Regions from separate parts of the Rattus norvegicus genome. Here all the other regions are linked to region 1. The links are chromatin contacts, called in public Hi-C maps. All regions are on one chromosome and are shown on one strand. The core of a region is the stretch at or near the end of the contact, and the rest is flanking DNA. Distances in the headings are between cores, read along the strand shown.

The links. Hi-C and Micro-C count contacts between places; a contact is called where the count stands out from the background.
Region 2: a Hi-C map of liver shows a contact between it and region 1, with 3 times the contacts expected there. The contact joins the promoter of Wwp1 here to the promoter of Ttpa in region 1. A contact is called at or near these places in 3 of 12 Hi-C or Micro-C datasets (the A7r5 cell line, liver and mammary epithelial cells).
Region 3: a contact with region 1 is called in a Hi-C map of liver, with 2.7 times the contacts expected there. The contact joins the promoter of Rmdn1 here to the promoter of Ttpa in region 1.

Annotation. Positions count from the first base shown.
Region 1 is chr5:38,293,041-38,296,144 of GRCr8, forward strand. Ttpa (alpha tocopherol transfer protein) reads left to right here and starts at 1,381. Exons shown (of 5, transcript NM_013048.3): 1 at 1,381-1,589. The coding sequence starts at 1,386.
Region 2 is chr5:37,981,207-37,984,403 of GRCr8, forward strand. Wwp1 (WW domain containing E3 ubiquitin protein ligase 1) reads right to left here and starts at 1,537. Exons shown (of 25, transcript NM_001024757.1): 1 at 1,399-1,537.
Region 3 is chr5:37,865,828-37,868,625 of GRCr8, forward strand. Rmdn1 (regulator of microtubule dynamics 1) reads left to right here and starts at 1,464. Exons shown (of 10, transcript NM_001031663.1): 1 at 1,464-1,599. The coding sequence starts at 1,471.

The DNA.
Region 1 (3,104 bases), core at 131-2,630:
GCACACCTGCCATACCCTGGAATGAGGAGGTGGAGGGACAGAGAGATGCTGGCACAACTTCGGGGACAGGTCCACTTTGATATGTTAAAAGGGACCTTAGACATTTATCCCAGGATTTGAGACTTTTAACAATTTTCTGATTAGATTCTGGTTATGTAATACTGTTCCTTCTCCCTCCTCAACATAGAAGTCAAAGCTCACAGCCCCTTAGCCCCAAGCGTCCCAGGCCAGCTCTCTTAGTGATTCCGAAATTCACATATCACAGCGGATTCTCTATCAGCTTTGCCTTGTTTCCTGTTGTTTGCAGATTGTTCTCCTACACCATGTAGATTTATTTCTGTTGCTTTTCCCTCCAGACCACGCAAAAATGAAAACGTCTCCAAGGTAGGAGTTTTGTTTTGAAAATACCCACCAATAATCAGAACATGGTCTCTACCCAGGAACCACTCCGTCAGACATTCTTGCTCTGAGTTCCTTTAAGGCTGGTTTCACTCGCGAAATCAGCGTTTCGTGAACATGCACACTTGAACTGCCACCTAGACAGAACGGAGTCCGTAAAACTAATTCCTCTTCTGTCTAGGTGGCAGTTCAAGTGTAGGGTAATTTTAATGGATGGGAATGAAGGGGAAAATACCTCCATGTGTTCAGATTTCTGGGTCATCTCTGCCTACTCTTCTTCACCTGACATCCTTCAGATTCCATCACTTAAGGGTCTTGACTGAGAGACTGTGAAGCCTAAACACAAGCATCATTAGTGTTTAAAACGTGCCCTCCCCTACCCGCTCTCCTTGTATATATGACTCTAGTAGAGCCAGATGCCAAGATCTGGAAAGTATTTTCCTGGAGAGAAGCAAGGAGGGGGGAGGAGCAGCGAGACTGCGGAAGGTGGCTTCCTCGAATTGCATTTTGGAAACTAGTTAGAATATTAGAGCTGGCCTGAGCTCAGCCTTAAGGAAGGGATCGGGTTGGGGTGCGGTAGGGTGTTCCTGAGTGTCTGACACCCAGACTAATTAAAGAGCCCTTTAAAGCCTCTTTACCTTGTTTCCTGATTCCAAAACGGAACAGAGGGGGAAGGGCAACGAGGAAAGGGAAAGAAAAGTTCTCTGGCAGCCTGATTAGAAACATTCCAAGTAACTGTGACTTCACCTTCTTTGGGTTCAACACTAGAGGCTTTCCTTCACTGGGTCTGGCTGCGGCTACCCTGATGAGCAGCGGAGGGCACCATGTGCGTTCCTTTAAGAGGACTCCTTGGCGGTTGTACCAGCGGGACACCGGAGATCCGGGCGGCACCGGGTGAGTGTGCGCGGGGCGGCGGCCACGGCGGGGGGCGGAGGATGGCTCTGGGCCCACATTTTTCCCCCTGCCGCCGGGACAGCGCGGCGGGCATGGCAGAGATGCGGCCGGGGCCAGTGGTTGGAAAACAGCTCAACGAGCAGCCCGACCACTCGCCCCTGGTCCAGCCGGGCCTGGCCGAACTGAGGCGCCGGGCGCAGGAGGAGGGCGTCCCAGAGACCCCGCAGCCGCTCACAGACGCTTTCTTGTTGCGATTCCTGCGTGCCCGGGATTTCGACCTGGACCTGGCCTGGCGCGTAAGTGTGAACCCGGGCGGGCAGACCGCGGCGGGGCTGGGATCCACGCGTACCGAGCGTGGCAGTGTGGCTGCAAGCGCGCCTAGACCCGGGATTCCGCCCGTCGATGCTCTGGTTCCCGCTGCCGTGGAGGACCTCCCCAGGACTACTAGAGTCCCCGCGATTAACAAAGTGGAGACCTCCTGGGGTGCTCAACTGTGTTACACACCTGAGGAGACAACTCCAGGAGTGGACAGAGGAGGGGACAAAATGGACATCTGAAGGCATCTTGAAAAAGATTATGTTAATAGAGCTAAATGACAGCACAGTCAGTTTGGTTCCTTTGAAATCCAGGGCAGGACTGGCGATTCTTTTGTGTTTCAGGTCTTCACACCACACTGAGAAAGAGCCATGGAGCCAGAGAGATGCGACCTTGACTTTGTCCCTCTTGGGGTCAGCACTGTTATCTGTCCACTAACTGTGAGGACATGACAGTAGTTTCGAAAATTGCACATTAACCTGGAATGTTAGCACAAGGTGTGCCAAGCGCTCTGGTTGGCATGGGATAACTAGTCAGTGGTCAGCGAAGGACTAATCTAGACCTTTCTGCAAGGGAAAATACTTAGGCTGTGGAATTCCAACATGCTCTTCTTTCATGCAACTAATTTTATTGGATAATCACCGAGTATGGCAAAAACAACAAACAATATAAAACAGTAAAAAGTTCAAAAGTATTTCCTAAAAGAAAAATTCCCAACACAAACTTTAGTTAGACCGTGAGTACCCAGAAGAGTGGTATCATCTACTACTTTAAGCATGTGCTTTTTGCTCATGCAAACAGGCGTTTGTGTTTTTTATTTTTTATTTGGCTTTTCTCAACTGCTTGTTGCACAGAATGTTGATGGAATTGCTATCAAACCATGACATAAATAATACACGAAGGGTATCTAACCAGTTCCGTGTTTGTGGCTTTAGCGATTGTTTCCAGGTGCTATTAGGCTCCCTCCATCCCTACATTCAGCAATGGGGACCCGGTGCTGCCATGCTCACCGTTCATCTCTTCATTTAGTGTTTCTCTCTATTTTTCTCTTTTTTTATATCCGCAGTCTTCTGCCTCACAGTATAAAATATGCCACCAGCAGGTGGGTATATGAGTTTGTCTTCATGTTTAATCTCTACACACAGATCAGAACATATCCTTATGTATCCTTATTGAGTAAATTCACCAGTTGCAGACGGAAGGTGCCCGCATTTTTACTGTTGAGGAATGAACAACCTTTGCAGGGAGTTTTCACTCTGATGAATTGCACACTGCATAATGATGTTTCTTCCTCTCTGTTATTATGTGCACTGCGTTATCAAATAAGATTTGTGCCTGCTACATGAAGATAGTTTTGTATTTTTATTATATATATTAATTTAGTTATAAGTGAGATTAATCATTTTTAGATATCTAAAACTAATTTTCCAGTTTTCTTTTTTGTGTTTGCCACTTTTTTTTTCTTCAAAAAAAATTACCTATTTACATCGAAGAAC
Region 2 (3,197 bases), core at 287-2,786, 310 kb before region 1:
AGGCTACGTAGTGAGATTCTGCCATTTATTCCCCAGAACATGAAAGGAGCATCTGTATATAATCCAACACACAGACCTCCTCCATAATCTGTAAAGACAGAAGCTGCTAATCATTTGATCTACATATACCCCCAAATACCTCATTCTCTCATGCAGTTGATGCTTAATAACTGTGCAAGGATGTAACAGAAATTTCAGCCAATTTAAGAGATTACCATCTCTTTGAAGGCAAGAGACCTGATCAGCCATGTCCGGGGTTTCAAAAGCACAGTGTCTTAAAAGCAGCTCAACATTTTATGTGAAGAACTGTTTGGAAATGTTAATAATCTATGTCTCAAAGAGCTAAGCCACATTTTTCAAGCATCTCAATTTCAACAGCTCCAACACTTGGCCATTATCTTCGAAATTGAAAGGTTAACTAGTTATTTAAAAATGGTAATTTTCAGTCAGTTTAAGTATATAGTCTTATGGCTCAAGGAAGTCAGATAAATGAAAGAATGTCTTTCTTAAAAGGAGAGTTTTACTAATAGTTGCACACAGACTTGGTGAGACATGTCAAGTGGATTTATACACAAGCAAAAACTCTTGCAGAAACCTACAGACAACTGTGAACTGGGTATTTCAACAAGAAAAAAAAAATACCAAATGGGAAGTGGGAAGATAACTCTGGCATTATTTTTTCCCCGTTACTTTAAGAGTAGAAATTCAATTTTATGCACACAAAAAGATAAAAATTTAACAGAAAAATACCTGACATTTGTGAATTATTTCATGGTGGGAAAGTAAAATATTTCAAAAGCATAATAGATACACCTTTTTGGCAATAATGAAGAGGAATCGCTTCGAGCAAAGGAACTTCAACTCCAAACCGATGAGTAAAGAAAGGAGAGAGCCACACAATCCTAAACCACAAAATTGATCATTTAAAGACTATAAAGGCGACCGGCAAAGTACCAACCCTAACAATACTAAATTTTAAAAGAAGACTTAAAGGAAAAGGGCCCAAATCACGAGACGAGGATTAGAAGATTTTGCAAGGTCACTTGAACCTACCAGGTCACCAAAGGTGGAGATTGAGACTGTTGGTGAGAGGAGGTGCGGAGTCAGTGAAAAAACGCTAAATGCTAAAAACATGTCAGAAAAGGACAAGCTGAGGCTGGAGTCCGGGCTCGCGCCGGTGGGATCCGGGTGAAAGTCAGGGCAGCAGTTCTGAGGCAGGGAAGCTGGAACGCTAGCAAGCTGCCGGCCAGGAGCCTGAGCACTGCAGTCACCCAGACACTTCGCCGGGCTCCGGTGTCACCGGCACAGGCCGGTGCCAGGGCCAGCTCGGGGCAAGCCCGGCGACCCCACCCCAGCGAACTCCGGCCCGGCCGCCCTCCAGAGCCCCGCTGTGCTTACCCGCGCGAAGCTGCGGCTCCCGGGGCCCGCGGCCACCGCGGCGGCGCCTCCTCAGCCCTCCGCGCCCAAGATCGCCATCTCGCAGCAGGCGTCGGCCGGGCAGCCCAGGCCGCCCGCAGCCACTCCGATCCCGCACGCCAAGCGCGCCGACACCCGGCCCTCCCCCCACCCACCCCGGCCTACACCTCCCTTCCTCGGGAGCGCGCAGCGTACTCGCGACGCCCGTGCCGCGCACAGGCGCGCCTCCCCGCCGGAGCCGCTCTGAGCCTACGGTCCAGACCGGGAATCCAGCTGCTCTCGAGCATGCGCAGCGAGCGCGCGCCCGGCTCGCCTCGGGGCGACTCCACTCCTCCGGGTCTTCGCGACGGTCTGGCGGAGAGGCACGCCAACCAATAGGAGGGAGGGGGCGGGGCCAGGGCCGGAAAGGGGGCGGGGCAGTCGCCGGGAAGCGGGTGGTGACTTCTGAACAGCAGCTACCTGGTCTGTTCAGGCATCTGCAGAGCTTCCTGCATAACCCCAGGGAAGAACCTCCGGGCACGTCTGTGCTTTAGTTCAGCACGTCGCAGCAAAAGTAGGCTGCGAAGGAAAGCTCCTTGACCTCGCTTTAATATTTAGGGTCCACTAGTAGTGGTCACAGGAGACCATTGTGTCGGTAATGAAATTGTCTTGGCACCACAGTGACCAAATAACAAAGCTACTACTGATTGAGCAAGTGCATATATCCTTTTTCCTACAGTTAATGGTCACAGTAATTCTGAAAGGTAGCGTCTCTTGACTCCATGACACAATGAGTCAACTAGTTTAGAAAAGAGCTGTTGGTAGTTTTACGTTACGAGAAAGGTCACACTGCAATGTAATGACCACATTACTCACCATATGGCCCGCTGTTTTACTTCAGAGAAAGAACAAAGTTCTTCCAGCACAAATAGTACAGTTACCTAAACACCTCACCTAGGCACCACAAATTATTTAAACCCACCCCATAGCCGACTAGTTCTCTTGTTAGAAAAGTTCAGAAATCCTGGTTTCTCTTCAAGGATGACCACTCCATTGTTGCCTGTAACACCTTTAACTTCACTGCTCCATAGGTAACAAGTTCTCAGCAAAATCACCATGTAACAACACTTCTGTTCTAAATTGCTTGTTAACCTTAAACCACCTTTCTGATTCACTCTGCTGTTGTTGTAACCTTTGAAAGAGTAGTATACCAAGAAGAGCAAACACTGAGACTCCATGAATATTTGTAGGATTCAGTAAATACCATTTGAATGAACAAATGTACAGTCACTTCCACTCTGGCACGTTAGGTACTAGTCCCTAACTTTACATATAAGTTAGGGGCATAGCACATGATGCAAAAAAGAAAGAAAGAAAGAAAGAAAGAAAGAAAGAAAGAAAGAAAGAAAGAAAGAAAGGAAAAGAAAAGAAACCTCTCGAAACGTACATGACAATTTTGTGTGCCTTCGTTCTTTTCCTCTTGCTGTGGTAAATTACTGGACCAAAACAACTTAAAGGAAATGGAGTTTATGCTGGCTTATATCTGGTGACTGGAGCTTGAAGCAACTGGTCACAATAAACCAGACCTCAGGAAGTAGAGAGAGAGTTATGCTCACGCAATTTTGTTGCATATAGTCCAGGATCCTCTGCCCATGGAACCACCCTGCCCACGATTCAGATTTGCCTTCCCACCTCAGTTACCATAATCCAGATAATCCTTCCCAGGCAATGTCAACAGGCTGTCTCCCAGGTGATTCTAGATTCTGTCAAGTTTCCAGTGGACACCAACCATCGTGTCACTC
Region 3 (2,798 bases), core at 214-2,713, 430 kb before region 1:
CATAAACTTATAGTTGGTCTTTGAGACAACGAGAGACCAACCCAATAAAGTATCAAATAAGAACTAGAATGTGGGGACTGAAGAGAGTGCTCAGTAGTTAGCCCTTGTCACTCCAGTTCCAACTCCCGATTCCTGCCCCCCACCTCCTTATAAACAAACCAGTGTGTGTTATGGATTTGCAAAAGTTTAGTGCAATCTTTATAGGCATATTTCTCCATCACCATCGAAATGAACATTATATATATATATATATATATATATATATATATATATATATATATATATATATTACCAAAAGCAATGTCTCATGCCTTTGCAGCTGGGAAGCTTGCCCTGAATATCTCTTCTATCCCTTTTCTCATGAGTGGTTCTTGTACTAAAGCAAATCTTTCTCATTTATAGCTTGCAGTTACTATCTACACCTAACAGTGATTAAATGAGATAATAGCATAATCGTTAAAGGACATAAAAGGTCCCAACATCACATAGCACCTTTAGCAAATGGGTATTTAAACAATTTAAGGCAATAAATGTAAGTTAAGTTGAAATCTGATTTCTCTCTCTCTAGGATATAACCTGTGTTTTGTTTGTTTGTTTTTAAATGTGTTCCTACCCAGGAAAGCACTGGGGTATCAATCTAAATTTTTAAAATCTAGAATCTAAAAGTCATATCCAGTAGTTCAGACTAGACTGGAATTCACTGAGTAGTTCAGGGTATCTTTAAAATCATGGGATTACAACAATCAGCTTAACTTTTTTCTTTTTTGAGACAGGGTCTCCCAGATTCCATGCTAGCACCCAACTCATTATATAGCCCTTGAACTCCTGATTTATGTGATCACCTCTCCAATGCTGGCTTTCGTTACAGTCATGTGCTACCACTGTAGTCTTATACAGTGCAGAGAACTGAACTCAGGATTTCGTGCAAGCTAGGGAAGCACTTTGAACTCTGGATATGGTATGACTTTTTTTTCTGTTATTTCTTGACTAAGCCTCTTCGGGCTTTGCTTTCCTTCTCTTTTAATTCCCACCATCTCCAGGCTCTAGATTTTTTTCCCCACTCTCCTCCTTATGTAAGACAATCTAATTCATTTAAGCATCTATTTATTTTCAAAAAGGACCATACGCGTCAGGTTCACTTTACTGTTGAAGACTTTAGAACATTATAGAAAAAAAAAAGCTTTTAAAGAAAGCTTCCACAAAAGCTATAACCAATAGATGGTCGCCTATAGTCAGAGGAGGGCTCGCTTCTCTTGTCTGAGCCTGTTGTGCGCATGCGTAATGGTCCCCACCACCCATCTCCCACCCGGAGCTATTTCCGGTCTTTGGAAACCGAGGCCCGGAAGCTGAGGGAGTGAGGGAGGTGGTGCAGGCGGGCCTTAGGAACTCCGCTCCAGAGTCGACTTTCGCCCCGCCCCGTTCTGTCAAGTTCGGTAGCTAGTAGTTAGTCAGGCTGGGAAGCTGTCAGTCATGGCGCTGTCCTCGCGACTGTGGCGTCTTCTCCCTCTGCTACGCGGAGCGGAGCAGAGCGTGTGTCAGCTGGCGAGGAGCTGGGGCAGCGGTGGGCGCTGTGGCACTTGGGGATTCCGCGGTTCCGAGGTAACCCGCTGTCCTGGTCCGGCCCTCACCTTCGGCAGGGCGTCGGGGGTGCCCCCCTCTCCAGGTCTGGAGGTCGGGCATCCCGGCCAGAGGGTCCTGGAGCTTCCGCTTTGCAAACCTCTGCGACGGCCTTGTGACAGAGGGGTGCGTCCTCTCTGCCCTTCCTGTCCGAAAGTAGAACAGGAAGGTGAAAGAACGTTGGCCGTTGAGAAGGCCGCTTCCAGCAAAGCCACCGACGGTATCTGGACTCAGCTTGTCACCTCAGACAGCTCTGACCGGTGACTCAGTGCTGTAGTTCCAGCCGCTAGAGTCCAAGGATTGCAAATTCAAGGTTGGCTTTGTATGTCAAGCCAGTTCAGGGCTAGTCTGGGTGATTCAGTGAGTGCTTGTCCCAAAATAAAGTTTTTAAAAAAGTAAGTTCAATGTCAATAAACCTTTGCCTTACACCTAGAGGCAAAAATGTTTGTGATGTAACTTTGAAATTTTGAATAAATATGAGAATTTATTTGTACAGTACTTATCCTTGAATTTTTTTGGTTTTTTAATACATGTTAAAGCTGTTGAGATTCTCTTGTTTGTGTGTGTGTGTGTGTGTGTGTGTGTGTGTGTGTGTGTGTGTGTGTGTATGTGTGTGTTTATTATCTCAGTTCTGATGTTTTTATTTGTCAGTCTTAGGACTGTCTTTATTCTTAAAATGGGATGGCATCTGTTCCTAAGATATATTTCTCCTAACTGTTTTATTTTAAGCCCCAAAGTACTGCCTTCAAATACCGGCTTTATACAATTACTATCTGTGGTGTGTAGGTCAGGAATCTAGAATGGCTTAACTTGGTGTCTAACTTAAGATCTCTCTTGAGGTTTAGTCAAGCTTTCAACTGTTGAGGTCTCCTTTAACATCTCAGGGTTTTGTTTTGTGGAAATATTTACTTGTTTGTGTTGACAGGGCCTCCCTAGGTGACCTTGAGTTTAACATGCAAGTTTTCTTGCCTTAGCCTTCTGAGTCCTAGTATTCCAGGTATGAGAGTTCAACAACAACCTACCTTCCTTTCTCCATTTTTTAAAAATTCAATTTAATTTATGTGTATTATGTGTTTTGCCTGCATGGATGTATGTGTACCAAATGCATGCCTAGTTACCATATCAGTGGTCATGAAGAGCTAGTAGTGCTCATAAACAATGAGTTATCTCTCCAGCTTCTC